2 separate regions of the Mus musculus genome follow, and region 2 is linked to region 1. The links are chromatin contacts, called in public Hi-C maps. All regions are on one chromosome and are shown on one strand. Each heading gives the region's core, a stretch centred on a gene start, on an enhancer-like site or on the middle of the called end of the contact. The rest is flanking DNA. Distances are from core to core; before and after follow the strand shown.

Evidence for each region. A called contact is a pair of places that touch in the nucleus more often than the background predicts.
Region 2: a Hi-C map of the N1E-115 cell line shows a contact between it and region 1, with 2.6 times the contacts expected there. The contact joins two enhancer-like sites. A contact is called at or near these places in 1 of 484 Hi-C or Micro-C datasets (the N1E-115 cell line) and 2 of 115 datasets of contacts at active chromatin or transcription factors (differentiating embryonic stem cells and embryonic stem cells).

Annotation. Positions count from the first base shown.
Region 1 is chr12:26,846,810-26,854,153 of GRCm38.p6, reverse strand. No RefSeq gene overlaps it. Among named protein-coding and RNA genes, the nearest start is that of 4933409F18Rik, 16 kb to the right of the region's middle. Within about 2 kb of position 4,378, at least 4 of the 459 cell types and tissues checked have an H3K27ac peak or open chromatin away from gene starts, as enhancers often do. A contact at or near this core is called in the N1E-115 cell line, where this site is marked.
Region 2 is chr12:27,499,757-27,507,100 of GRCm38.p6, reverse strand. No RefSeq gene overlaps it. Among named protein-coding and RNA genes, the nearest start is that of Gm4166, 95 kb to the left of the region's middle. Within about 2 kb of position 3,905, at least 33 of the 459 cell types and tissues checked have an H3K27ac peak or open chromatin away from gene starts, as enhancers often do. A contact at or near this core is called in the N1E-115 cell line, where this site is marked.

The DNA of each region.
Region 1 (7,344 bases), core at 3,129-5,628:
CCAGAACTCTTGGTCTTAACCTTGGGTACCTACTTCGATGACTTAACTTATATACCTTATAAAACAGAGACTGGAGAGTAAGCAGCAGACAGAGTACATGGGAAGACAGGGCTCAGAAACAGAGTACATGAATGGCTGAAAAACTCTAAGTATAAGCTAGGCACGGGATGCTGGGTATTGAGTGTTGGGTACTATGTGCAGGATGTTGAAAGTTGGTGCTTCCAGACACTGGCGTAGTGTGGCTGGATTCTCAAGCCTATCTTTCTGGAGGTAGAAGAAGGGAGCTTAATCATGTAAAGCCTGCACCCCCATGCTTCCGTAGCATTAAACAGGAAGCCAGAGACAGATGTGTCTAGGAGGCAGAACAGCCTAGTTGACATACACATGAGCCCCAAAGGAGCCTAGGGCAGCAAGTCTTAGGTCTCTCCCCTCTGGGAGAAACCTTAACCCTGAGTCTTCCAGGGGTGGGTGTCGCTGACCAAGGACTCAAATCCAAACATGAATCTCAGAAGCACATGAAATGTAGCTCAACTTAACTCTCACCTCCTACCTACCTTGTCCTTAGAGCAGGTTGCCAGTGTACTCTGATGAGCATCTTACATTCAGTTTCTGTCTGCAGTAAGTTTTCTGTCATACATTTTACAATACTAGTCAGGGTGGAGATGATAAAGATGCCAAGATAATCTGTCACAAGAGTTAACTAACTGCACAGAAGTTAGAGCTTAAGTGATTGACAGGGCTAAAGAGCTCACCTAAAGGATGAAGGACAGTCAGAGGTCCCCATCCCTCAGAATGCAGAGAGCTCCAGGTGACAAAGTGCAACCTGTGATGCTTAGAACTCTATTTTGAGAATTTTCCCAAACACAGATCCATACTGGCTCAATGATCAAAGATGGCTCCATTGAGCTCACCATCTCTATAAGCACCCATGGAAGGCTTTATCTTGTGCTTCCTTTTAGTATTATTATTATTGTTGTTATTATTATTATTATATTTTCTTCATTTACACTTCAAATGCTAACCCCTTTCTTAGTTTCCTCTCCGAAAGTCCCCTATACCCTCCCCTGCCTTGCTCCCCAATCTACACACTCCCGCTTCCTGGCCCTTGCATTCCCCTGTACTGGGGCATATAATCTTTGCAAGATATCTTGTTCTTCTTATTCTAATAGGCAATGCCCATTTTGTTGCTGGGACTTAGAGCTAGCTTTGTTTTTTTGTTTTTGTTTTTGTTTTTTGAACTAGAGTAACCTTGTGCATCTTTGAAGAACTGAAGACCGGAGCTGTTGTGTGACCACTGAACAAACACACTGCTACGGTATTTGAATCAGGAAGAGAGTGGATTGGAAAACTTTCAAGTCAGCTGACACATTCCTCCTACACCCTCTTTCTATTATGATATTCGAGCATGGAGCAGGGCTAAGAATTAAAATTTCAAACATTCCCCTTCTATTTTACATATAGAATGAGAGTCACCCAACAGATTATACTAAAGTTCCTAGAGGCTCTTTGAAAGACCAATCAAAGAAAACACATGGTGGTACTTGTGGCTCTAGCTGTATATGTAGCAGAGGATGGCCTAGTCACTCATCAATGGGACGGGAGTCCCTTGGTCCTGTGAAGGCTCTATGCCCCAGTACAGGGGAATCCCAGGACCAGGAATGGGAGTGGGTAGGTTGGAGAGCAGGGGGTCGGAGGAGGGGATAGGGGATTTTCAGAGGGGAAACTAGGAAAGGGAATAACATTTGAAATGTAAATAAAGAAAATATCTAATGAAAGAAAGAAAGAAAGAAAGAAAGAAAGAAAGAAAGAAAGAAAGAAAGAAAGAAAGAAAGAAAGAAAGAAAGAAAGAAAGAAAGAAAGAAAGAAAGAAAGAAAAAGAAAGAGAGAGGGGACAGAGAGAGGGAGGGAGAGAGAAGAGAGAGAGAGGGAGGGAGAGAGAAGAGAGAGAGAGGGAGGGAAGGAGAGAGAAGAGAGGGAGGGAGGGAGGGAGGGAGGGAGGGAGGGAGAGAGAGAGAGAAAGAAAGAAAGAAAGAAAGAAAGAAAGAAAGAAAGAAAGAAAGAAAGAAAGAAAGAAAGAAAGAAAGAAAGAAAGAAAGAAAGAAAGAAGGAAGGAAGGAAGGAAGGAAGGAAGGAAGGAAGGAAGGAAGGAAAGAAGGAAAGAAAGGCCTCTCTGCCATTCCGGTTAAAAGTTTCATTCTAATGAATGGGGGAAGGTTGGTAAGAACCCAAGGGTTTAGGCAATGTTCTCCTTTTGATTTCTCCCCAATACGCTCCTCTGTTATCTTTTCTGTTTCAGATTGTCAAGGTTACCTTTTAGAACTGGAAAATAACAGTGGATCACAAAGACAATATAAATGAGCAATAATCTTATCACCATGTATTAATTTCTTTTGATTCACCAAGTTAACCCAAGCTGTGAATATATTTCACTTCAATTATATTATTAGTATTATCCATTCATCTATGTATGGCTTGAAAACACCAATGTAGTTAATTATATTTATCTCTTGTTCTAAAGACCATTTTCTATGTGTCGTGGTATCCTATGAAGAGGAAGCCTTTGGTCAAAGGGTCAGTGGAGATGTGTCCTGCTTGGGTTGGACAGTCTGACCAAGCCAAGCCAAGGCAGCAGGTCTCGGTGTAGGCTGGAAGTTGAGCCGAATGATCTGATCACTGATCCCAAACATCTATCAGATGAGAAGCAGCACCAGGGAGGGGCTTGTGAGTACATCTGGGAGGACACGGAGTTTATAGAACCACCAGAGAGGGTCTCATCCATAAGTTCCCTGAGACTCTAGGCCAGAGGAGTGGAGGGAGCCAAGCATCTTAGGGGTACAGTTCTGAAGGGGAGGGAATCTGAGAGTAGGATGCAGAGGACAGCCTCAGTCTCAGATCTGTTCCCCCTGACTAAGACTTGCTCCATAATGCAAATAACACACATGAAACCATGTGTGTGCATATTGGATGTAGAAGTAGAGGTGATGCTGTATAGGGAAACAAGGGGGGAACTAATGGGAGTGAGAAATGTGAAGATAGAAAGGGTAGGGGTAGGGGGCATGCTCAGAGTACCTAATATTTGTGTAAAAGCAACTTTATGAAACTGTGCATGATGAATATATGCCAATTACAGAATTATTTTTTAAGAGGATTTTGTGGTTTCATATGTCCAGGACTGTCCTACTTTCAGGACTATTCTGTAAATTAAGTGATACTGCTCTTAAAATGAAGATAAAGAGACCTGAGGCACAGAAACACCATGAACATTTCTCATAGATGATGAAGGAAACACATGAGCAAGGTGGTTTCCCTAACCCAACCTTTCCAGGTAAATATGTCTTCCTGAGATCTCACACAACAGTGCTGACTGCTCTTTGACCTTGACATTGGTGCTCACATTCCTCACTCCGTGAAAATACAACAGAAACCCAAGCTTTGCCTCTCTCATCTCCTTCATATGAAAAGCAGTTTCCATCAGACTATGGCCAACAAGCCTTCTACAAAGCATATAGTGGCACAAAGCGCAGGCAATTAGTGGGGACCAGAGACGTCCTCTAAGGAACACTGCCTTTAACCTTCTCATTTATAATGTCTGAGACTGAGAAGGATTAGGGAAGGCCAGAACAGAAGTGAACCAGTACCACTGTTATAGCTTCAATACACAGGCTCTCCCACAGATTCATTTGCTTAAAGCTGTAGCCAAGTTAATGGCCCTGCTTTTTTGAAGGTGATGGAAACTTTAGGAGGTGGGGCATAGCCAATAGAAAGAGGTCACTGAGGACTAGTGCCTTTCCCACACAATGATGTGAACTGCTCTCCCAACCATCATGATAGAGGGACACCTCCCAAAGCAGGAAGCCAGAATAAATAATTCCTCCCATTGAGTTGTTTTTCCCAGGAGTTCCATACAGTATCACCAAGCCTCACTAATTATCCCCCTTGGTTGGCTCTGCTTGGTGACCCAATGACACTTCTCACACCACTCACATTTTCTGACATGCAGAATGCAGCCACTGACAATCACCAGCGTTCTTTGCTCTTTTAATGTAATTGATGTAATAGCCTTTGAAATTCAGCAGAGCCACTGTCACCAAATTCTCCCAGGAGACAGACAATTCTCAGCCACAATTACTAGAAGAACATTTTTTCCTTCTATGGTTTTCTGTTGGAGATTTAAGTTGGTTAAGCCCCAGACTACACCAGCTCCTAACCTGTATTTCTGCCAGTCTCTAGGAATAGCTCTCCACTTTTGGAGTACTTGTTGTTATTTATTATTCATTTGCTCATCAGCACATCACAAATGAGCATGCCCAGGAGGGCAAGAGATTGATGGCCAGCCTCCATTAGTTTTCGAGAACAAAGGTCCCTAGACCACGAGGGTAGTTCCATCGGTTTCTGCATCACATATCTGCATTACCCCCTCCCTGCATCACTTCATCCCTGCACCATGCTGGAAGCATGACCTCCTGCATCAGAGGTACTTCTCTCACTGATCCACAATTCTAGTAGAAAATGGCAATGCTGAGAAATCCACACACTGATCCAAGAAGATTGTGAACAGCACCATGGAATAATGTATAAAACATAGTTTAAAAGTATCTTTGGGGATTGTGAGGGTTTTTCCCAACAGAATGAATACATATCAAAAGGGGATTTATTACAGTGGCTTACATGATAATGTCTGTGTAGTGCAACTATGACTACATGTACACTGCAGAAGTTCAGAACCCAGTAGTGTCCAGTCCATAGAGCTGTATGCCTCACAGGCTCTACCTGACACTGATGCTTTTGAGGGTTACTCGTCCTCAAATCCTTGTGGACCCCAAAGAAACTCAATGTGGATGTCTGCAAAGGAATTCAGCAGGAGTAGTAGTGACTGAAATACCAGCAACACAGAGGAGGCATTTACTAGCAAGAGATGAAGCAAGCAAGCAAAAAGCAATCACTTTTTTCTTGGGCCTCCTTCTTTCCAGACCATTGCTGGAATATGCTGCCCACTGTGGGTTGCCCTACCTCAACCAATCTTTTCAGGAAGAACCACCCTGAAGAGTATCTCATAGTTGATTACAGATCACACTTATAGAGACTACCCAACTCACCATAAAGCTTCCCAAAAATCACTTCCTAGTGAGAAAGATAGATAAACAGGCTGAGACATTAAAAATACTCATAACAATTTGAAGGTTTTTCTATATCCCTTTTAAACAATAAAGATGGATAGGTTGTTCAAACTCTATTTCTTATCAAGATAAAGATGGTTAAGTGTACTACATAAAACGAATGAGACAACTGAATGTTGGAGTCTAAAAGAACTTCTATTTCTAAAACATCCTTTTTAGGGTTATTTTTCTTTTATGTTTATGAGTATTGTGCTTTCCTGCGTGACTGTGCACTACATGTGTGCATGGTGTTCAGAAGGATTTGGGTCCCCCGGAACTGGAAATGAGGGTGCTTGTGAGCCACATGTGGGTGCTGGGAACCAAACTCAGATCCTTTTCAAGAGCGGCAAGTGCACTTCGCTATTGAGCAGCGCTATCTCCAGCCCCTCTTCTAACCGTGTTGCAGGGAAGTATAGGCGAAAGAGAACAAGCCCATTCTAGCTACTCTACAGATTATAATTTTCACCCGTATCATGAATAAGTCTTGAATAAAATCACATAGCCCTTAAGTGAGCAAATTATCAATTGATCCATAAATATGAAATAGTTTTCATTCTCTTTGTAAAGTGATATCTGACTAAAGTCTGCGTGGTGTGACCAGTTTCTGTCTGTCAGGGCTTTTATGACTTGTCAATCATATCTCCGTTACTTACTTTTGCAAGTGTAGAAAAAAGAAATCTCATATTTTGTCTTATGTAGTTGTTACTCATTCTGTGGGTTTAGCTTATCACACTACCAGGTGTGGCTTAAAAAGGTCTCCATGCTGTATGCTGCCTGCACAATGGTAAAGGAAGAGAGAAGTGCCACCAGCAGGGGCAATGGCAGTGGCAGCATCAGCAATGCCAGCAACAGAGCAGAGGCACTTACCAGCAAGACGTGAAGAAAGCAAGCAAACATGCATATTCACCCATGATTCCAGGCATAGGTTTATAATAATTCAGTCCAATTGAATTCCTTTCGACAGCACTCAATGTAATATACAGCTGTTTGTAAATTAATGACCTAGAGACCCCATAATGTAAATATCCCTGTTTCTTAAAACAGACAAAATTATGTTATATAGTATTATAATTTATAATATATTATATAAGTATACTAATATATTAATAATATATAGCATATTCATATAATTTTAATTTATATAATAATATATAAATGATATATTACACTTATTTATTTATAAGTATAAAGTATTATAATTTAAAGTACTACATTATAGCTATTTTTGTTTATTAAAGGGAAAAGTACAGATGTTAAATATAATATTCTGTACACAAGTTATTAGCAATGTCACTTTAATCAGAAATTTTCACTCTCTACATTGTTTACCACCTATAGTAGATAAATTTGGAGTTCTATGGCCCCTGTCAAAGACATGGATGTATACAGTAGGCTATGTGCTGGGCACAGTGAAAGCAGGCAAAGCCATCACCAGTTCATTTCTTAGGGACGCATTCACTCTCAACATGGCTTCACTTCAGAATCCCAGAAAGATCTTCACATACAGCTTCAAGAGTCACATCTCAGACATCCCAGCTGAAATTTTGACAGTAAAACAAGATATTGGAATGTCTTACAACTCTTGACTTGACTCTGTCATATATGGACAGAACTGAAAAATACTATAAATTCATTGTGGGAATGAATTTCCTGCCAGACTAAACTAAAATTTACTTAACAACCAAGTTACAGGTTATTCACCACCATTTCTCCTTTCATCACATGTAATACATTGGGAAAGTAAGATAAGTGTTAGACAAATTAATATTTTAAACTCAGCACTCCAACTGTTTTTAAGCCCTACAATGTTTTGGTATTAATACAGCTTAAAGTCCAGAAAACTACTCTGCTTTGAAGGATGTTCAATTCTCAGATGCTGCAAGAACTCAGTTTGAAACAATCAAGTATGGTGAGGAAATTTTGAAAGTGAATTTATCATGCACATCCAAAGAGACCAACCAGTATGTGAGACAATCTCATGAGCTCAGCCCGAGGAAGAGTTCTGTCTTATTCTGCATTGGCATTTTCGTTTCTGGGATAGAAAATATTAATCTTGTAATTTCATGTACTGTTTATTAAATCAACACATATGCTACAAAATCTATGCATTCCTCGAGATGTTATTCCATATATAGACTTTGTAACTGCAGGGTTCACAATATATAGACATATACTGCTTTGCTGAGAC
Region 2 (7,344 bases), core at 2,656-5,155, 650 kb before region 1:
CCGGAACACAAGTGAATCTTCACCAGCCTTCTGTGATGCCTTTATCCAGGCTCTTCATTTTCTTTTTATTATTTGTTCTCTCCAAGCAGGGCAGCTCAACTCATCCACACATGTCAACAAACACTGAGATGTTCCTGAAGACAGACATCGAAGCTGTTCTGTGGCACACCCTGTTTACAAGATAATGCCCTGTGTGGGCAATTCCACAGTGCCAGGCCCAGGTCTCCTAATACCTCCCAACACAGGATTGATGGAGAACACTTCATACCTATTTAAGATGTTATTCTAGCTTTCCAGAAGGATGGATGTGCAAAGGGATCTTCACCCCATTCCCATTTCCTTTCATGTCTTAGGAGACAGGCACAGTGGACATGGCCACTTCACAGCTTGCTTCATTCTCTTCTTTCCACTTTTCTTCCAACTGGCATCTGCAATGGGAGCTCCTGGGACACACCTGACAGCACACTGGCCTTTTGCAGTCTGATGCCAGCGATGAAGCACTTCCCTACTTCTGGCCCTGTTTCCAAGCTTGTTTATTTGGACCTCTGATACTTAAATCTCTCTGCTGTCTGCTGACTCTGTGTCTGGCTTTTATCTCTAATCCTGGCTCCACTCAACTCCAACACTCCATCTTTTCTCAAGCCCTAGATTAGATTTACAATTTCCACTTGGTCATCCAATGTCTGCACTCACAGTGTTCATAGTCTGTGAGCCCACTGTATCTGACATGGGTTTCTAAGGAGTCTGCAGAACTACTTCTATGAGAAATAGCAACCCTTTCCTTTGGATGGGTTCAGGCAGCCATGCTGATCTGCCACATTCTTGTCCCACGGTCACTGGTAGGACTCTAGACCAAGCTATGCCGCGTAGATTTCTCCTTCTAAGAGATACAGTGTCTACAGAAACTCAAGAGTCTATGGACATAGGAGATGAGAGATGGTCCCAAGCTTACTGGTGGTGCGAATGATTACTGGGGGTGGGGGTGGGGTGAGGAAGAAGGAAGCAGAGAGATGAGGGTGGGTGGGAAATGGGAAGACAAGGACAAGGGATAGAAAAGGAGAGTACATGAGGGAGAGAGAGAGAGAGAGCTCAAAATGGGAAGGCTCATCAACAAAGGAGGCAGAAATCAGTGACTTCTTCAGCTGTGTCAGGCATTCTACACCTTGCCCTGGCTCCCTTGCTTTTCCTAATAAATCTTATAATTAAATCTTATTTTATAATAACTTGATCACGTTGAGTCTACCCAAAGATGCTGAGGAAGTCACTGACCCTCTCTGTCATTTCCTCCTTCTGCATTGATCCGAGTGTACAATTTCCTTCTGTTTTCTCTGTACTTTCTCCCTGAGCCAGAAATGCTTTGAGGGGAGCCCGACTCTGAATGTTCAGAAAGGCAGGTTGCTGTCTTAGCTTCTAAAGCTGCTGATTCAATAGATGCTATAAAGAGTAGGAGATTTCTCTGTGTTTTCTGGTGCTTCCCTTGAATTGTGCCTTCCTGGAAACATGAGCTGAAGTCCCAAATCTGGAACCTAAGAAATTCACCTCAACTTCAGTAGGGTCTCAGTAGAGAGGATCTCCTTCCATTTGAGCATGCCAAAGAACTGTGGGCCCTAAGACAGTGACCAGCATCAGGGCAGGCAGCCAGGGTATCTTCTCAATAGAGGTATCATGCACTAGCAAAAGCAGAAACTGTAGTGATATGCACACAAGCTGAGGAGTTCACAGGGTCTTTTATAGCCAGCAGGAGCTCAGTAGAAGCTCAGAAGCTTCTCTGAGAAAGAACGTACATGCCAACACCTTGGTTTTGGGATCTGTGGCCTCCAGCGCAGAGAAATAACTGGAATGTGCCCTCAAACTAACAAATGGCTGCTGTAGGAACCAGCTTAGGGGCCCTCCTTGTGCCTTACAGGGCAGACTAGAGAACATCTCTCTGGAGACGCTTCTCCATATCTTCATAACTCCATGCTTCCTCCAACATCCACAACTGGAAATATATCCATGGTGCCATTTCTTTTGTCACAAGAGCTAAGTAAGCCTTTTAACAAGACATTTGTAAGAGCATGTGTGCACATACGGGGTTCAGCTCTCCTGAGCTCTTGCCTGTTGTACAACTAATCTGCTTTTCTGTTGAGCCTTGGACTCAGCACTCCCCTATGAGAGCTGGAGAAAGCTAGCTGACTCCCAAATGTTCACCTTACGTTGTCTTGCCCTTCACTGCCAACCTGCAGGTGCCAGTATACCTAAATACTTCCATAAAATTCCATGTTTCAGATAGTTTTCTAACAACTTTAGCCACCTTTATGTCATTTCCACTGAGGGATAGGACAAATGTCATTACTTTTACTTCCTGGTGAGGATATCATGTAGTGAGGTCACACAAAGAACCTGTAGAAGTGGGATTTGAACCTGGGTTGGGTTTGTTTTGTTTTCTTTTGTTTTGTTTTTTCATGTACTAAAAAAAAACTAATGTCAGCTGTTTATATTCTAATCTGAACAAGAAGTTATTTTGAGATTTCTTAATATACATGTCCTCACATAATAAATAATTAGCGAGAGGGAGGATGAAAAACAGAGGGGAAGAAGAAACTGAAAAGTCTAAAAAGAAAAGAAAAAGAATAAATTTCAATAGTCTCTCAGACTGGATCAGAGTAACAACTTAGCTGACACCATTCCTGTGTCTTACAAACACATGTACACTGACAAAAGCCAATGTATTGCTGGCATATATTTTAATAGTAGGAAATACTAAAAACATACATGCACCTATCCTACCGGGTGCTTGAAGTCTGCCTGAAGAGTTCCCCATCTTTCCCACAGAGGGGCTTGTTCTAGATACAGTCTGCATAACAATTTCTGAATAATGGATAGATTTTTTACAGCCCTCAGCCCTCGTAGTACATACATTATTATTCATGTTTTCTACATTGATGTCTAATCTATTTTTTAATGACTTGCAGCCATATGCTGGTCTCAATCTGCATAAAAAATACTCCCAAAGGGAGTGACCCAGTCCAGATCTAGATCAGCATTCATTCTTTACAGGAGTCTCTCTGTTTTCTTTTTTTAAAAAAAAAGAAGTTGGCAAAAATTATAGATTACAGTTCTCTACTGAAAATGGAAGACTTACTTTTTCCAAGATTTGATTTTTCCTTTTCTTGTGTAACACTGAGGGTGTAACCCAAGTCTTTGTTCCTGCTAAGCAGCAACTATTCTGTGAACTATGTCATTCAGCTCTCCTTTTACTATTAAAGGGGGGGGGCATTTATTTTTATCTTACGTGTATGGGTGCTTTGGCTGCATATATGTCTGTGCACCACTGTGTGCCTGGTGCCTCCAGAGGCCAGAAAGCATCAGATCCCCTGGAACTACAGCTATAGGTAGTCATGAGCAATGGTACAGGGACTCAAACCTGGGTCACTCTGCAAGAGCAGCCAGCTCTCCTAACAGCTGAGCCTTCTACCCAGCCTGTCTTCTACTTTTTATTTTAAAGCAGGTCTTTGCTAAGTTGCAAAGGCTACCTTGAACTCCTGATCTTCCTTGAGATTCCCAGAGATCACAAACCTTGGGCCTGGCCCAGCTTGAACTCCTTATAAAAGTAGTAAGGGAACTCCTTTTGCAGTCAATTGTTTGAAGCAAACTTCATTCTGGAGGGGAGGGAAGTGTTTCTGCCCCTGAGCACATATACACCCTCTAAGAGTATCTCACCCTCCACTCCCACCCTGCAGGCTCCCTTGCCTGGCAAACTCCTAGAGCTTAAGGGCTGCAGTTTAAGGACTAAAGCTAGGCCCCACCCTGTGGTTTTTACAAAAGCCTGAGGGGGGGTGGGGGAGCCATCAGGAGTCCTGAATAAAGCCAACCTCCTGCAGTAATAGCTCTGAAGACCAGGGGGAGCCTAGTACGCCTGGAAGCCAAGAGATCCTCAGCCCTTCCCTCTTCTCAGCAGTTGAAGGAGGGACTGCCTGTCTTCTGGTTCCACCTTTGCCTGGACAGGTAGCTTGCTATAGGGGCTTCCAAAATCCTGCAGGCAAGAATGCAGAAAGCCAACAAGTGCAGTCTTTACACATCAGAGAGGCCTTCCTGGCCTGGTATCTTGGCAGATGTTTGTGGCTCCTTCCCCTTTAAGGGCCCAGATGTGGACGGCTGCTGACAGCAGTTCGAAACTCTATCCCCTGGAGGCCGGTTGTCGACACCACTGCTCTCTGCAAGCAGGCTCTGTGCTCCAGCTTAATTAGTGGTGTGTCATTGGGGTGGGCCAAATTTTCTACCCTGGCATTGGGGGAGGTGTAAAGTTGCAGCCACAATTGTCTGGAGATGATTCTTGGGTCCAGATTACGTGAGCCTGGGGCACAGAGGGAGGGAGGGAACAGCCTTCTGCTGGAGCAGGTTCATAAACAGGTGAAGTTGAAGCAAGGGAGAGCTGCTCCTCGACCATTTTTCAGTGAAGCTTGTTCTTTTATGATTCTCTGTCAGGCTTGATTCTGCAGCAGGATTTTACTCCTGTTTCCTCTCCATTTGCATATTTCCTAGGAGACAGACTCCCATCTAATCATGGATTAGGATTTGGAAAATCAGTATATTTTATGCTTTTAGAATGTCATTTTCTCTGTGAAAATTGAAGGTGCATCACTTGTGTGTGCTGTAAGAACTGCTGTGTTTTTTTTTTTTCTAGTGCTGTGTAAATGTAAAGATGTCATTCACACTGGAATTACAAAGTTACCTAACAGGTAGTGGATTCTAAAGTCTACAATACATGAATACTTTCTCAGAATGCATCTCTCAATATGTGACATAATGTGTGGGGGGTTTTCTCAGTAGCTCTGCATCTGCATTCCATTGAGCAGGAAAGATTAAGTGATCATACGACGCACGCGCGCGCACACACACACACACACACTTGCTTATTTGTTAGAGTAAAATCACTTAGTATCAGGCAACCTATTCATATTCTGAACCTAAAAGTTCTAATCTTATCATAGTACAATTTAAATATATTTGCATTTGTATACATAAAATAGAAAATGTATTTTTAGGTAAATGCCTTAAATGTACTTGTCCACCATTGTATATGTGTCTATGTAATACATATACATGCTCAGGTGTCCAGGTTACCCTCCTCTACCTGTGTGTGTGTGTGTGTGTGTGTGTGTGTGTGTGTGTGTGTGTGTGTGTGTGCGCGCGCACGCAGTGCCAACATGCATATGTGCACATATATACTGAGGCCAGAATCTCTTCCACAACTGCTCTCTACTTTACATGGTTTTGATTCAAGAGAACCTGGAGCTCACTGATTCAATGAAGCTGGCTGACCATTGAGCTTCAGGGCTCTGCCTCCCTAGCACTGGGATTACAGATGGGTGCCACTGTATATGGATACTTGGTAAGGAATTAAGATCATCATGTTTGCTTGTCAGATACTTTAAGGATTGAGCTATCTCCCTAGCCCTCAAGGACATTTTATGTAGAAAATAAAAAAATAAAATAAAATAAAAATTACAACCACTGCTGGCACCATCCAGAGAGAGAAGGGGACTCAAGATGTGTATCAATAATATTTAGCAGATGGGATTCTGCCAGGTTCCTAGTGCTATCGATCCAAGAGACCCTGGCTCACTAACAGAGCTTTTCTCTGTCCACTTAGAACAGTAGTCCACAGGTAGAATTACCCATCTCAATTGCAATATAAATAAGCTAAGTATAGATAAAAATAATTGTCCATCACAGAAAAAAAAAAGTGGCAAATGTATGCTTCATGCTCTAAAAACCTGTGCTGAATAGGCCACCCGGCTGAAATCCATAGGAAGGCTGTTTCCTTCCTTTCTGCAATCTGAGATCAAGATCCAGGGCCACCTGTGACTTTGTTCCTGAGTCAGGAGTGAACAAGATCTAGATATTCACTGTGGCTTAATTGGGGTCTAATTAACTCGAGTGCTCTTAGGTGAAAAGAAAAACAAATATGGGAAAAAACAGAGTCCCAATGTCCCCAGGGGCCTTGGGGATTTCCAGAGGTTCCAGGAGCCAGATGGTTGCAGCTTCTATCAGCCAATCTATCGTACACAGCTCAGACAAACACCCAGGAAAAGCCAACTATAGCTTCGGTGTACTTTGGGCCCTGACATTAGTTTGAGGGAGCAAACACTTGGGCCTACAGGGGCAGCAAGAGAGACTGGAGGAGGATTGCTTTGCTGGGCTCTAGAGATGAGTCTAGGGGGTTGCTGCTAGTTAAGCAGATTCTGCCAGCCACCCAGGGGGTCCTTGGAGGGATTCTCATTTCTGACCCCACTGTTCGGGGGCATCTGGACTGGGACGTGGTCAGCCCTTGGCTGAAGACCTCCCCCCACCCCTTTTTTTCTAACGAGGCTCCCTCTGCTGCAGCAATAATTCAAGATGAGTGGAAACCAACCCAACCCAACCATGACGTCATCCTTGCAGCAGCTCAGACCTTCCCAGGCAGGGTTCAAATTACATTCTGGAGACAGACAAGAGTGTGAAGACTAAGCAGAAACTTAAAGCTCAATTATGCTAGATGTTTGGAGATAAAGGGGCTTCCAAATTCTTCACCATCTTGCGGGTCACACCCAGAGAATCTCAGCCAATGGAAAGGGCAAGTTGGGGTTTCCAAGAAGTCCAAGGAGACCAGTATAAATTCCTGTGTGTTCTGATGTCACGTTTCAAGATATTTTAAATATCATTTTATAGTTACTGTATTTGAAACAGGGTCTTACGTAGCTCAGACTCACTTCAGTTTTGCTAAACACTTGAGAATAACCTTAAACTTCTGAATCCCCTGCTGCCTGCACCTCCCAGGGGCTGAGATAACTAAAGTGCTGCACCACGTCTACTTTGTACGGTATTTGTACCTGGGTCTTGATACACACTCAGCAAACACTAGAAGCTGAGCTACCCATTGCTTGACAACGACTCTACCTACTAGGCTACATCTTCAGCCCCTCGAGACATCGCTGAAAAAAATTTTTTTTCATTATTTAATGCTGGATTTTTATTGTCAATCTTATTGGATTAAAAATTTCTAGAGCACAGCTTTGAGGTGAGGGTGTTTCCAGAGATGCTTAACTGAGAGAACTCCCCACCTGAATTTGGGGAGCACCAATTCATTCATGTGCTGGGATCTGGGACTGTAAAAGAATGAGGAAAGGAGAAAAGAAGCTATGCACCCCTGCCTCCTTCCACTGACCTGGGAGTTCTAGCCATCAACTCTCTCCATCATCACAACAGTTCCTCCATGCCTCACCCACCAGATGAGCTGTACCTTCTTGTCTTCCCTACCATGGTGGGCTGTACCCTCATGGCTCACCCACCACATACCTACCCTCAAACACAAAATAAACC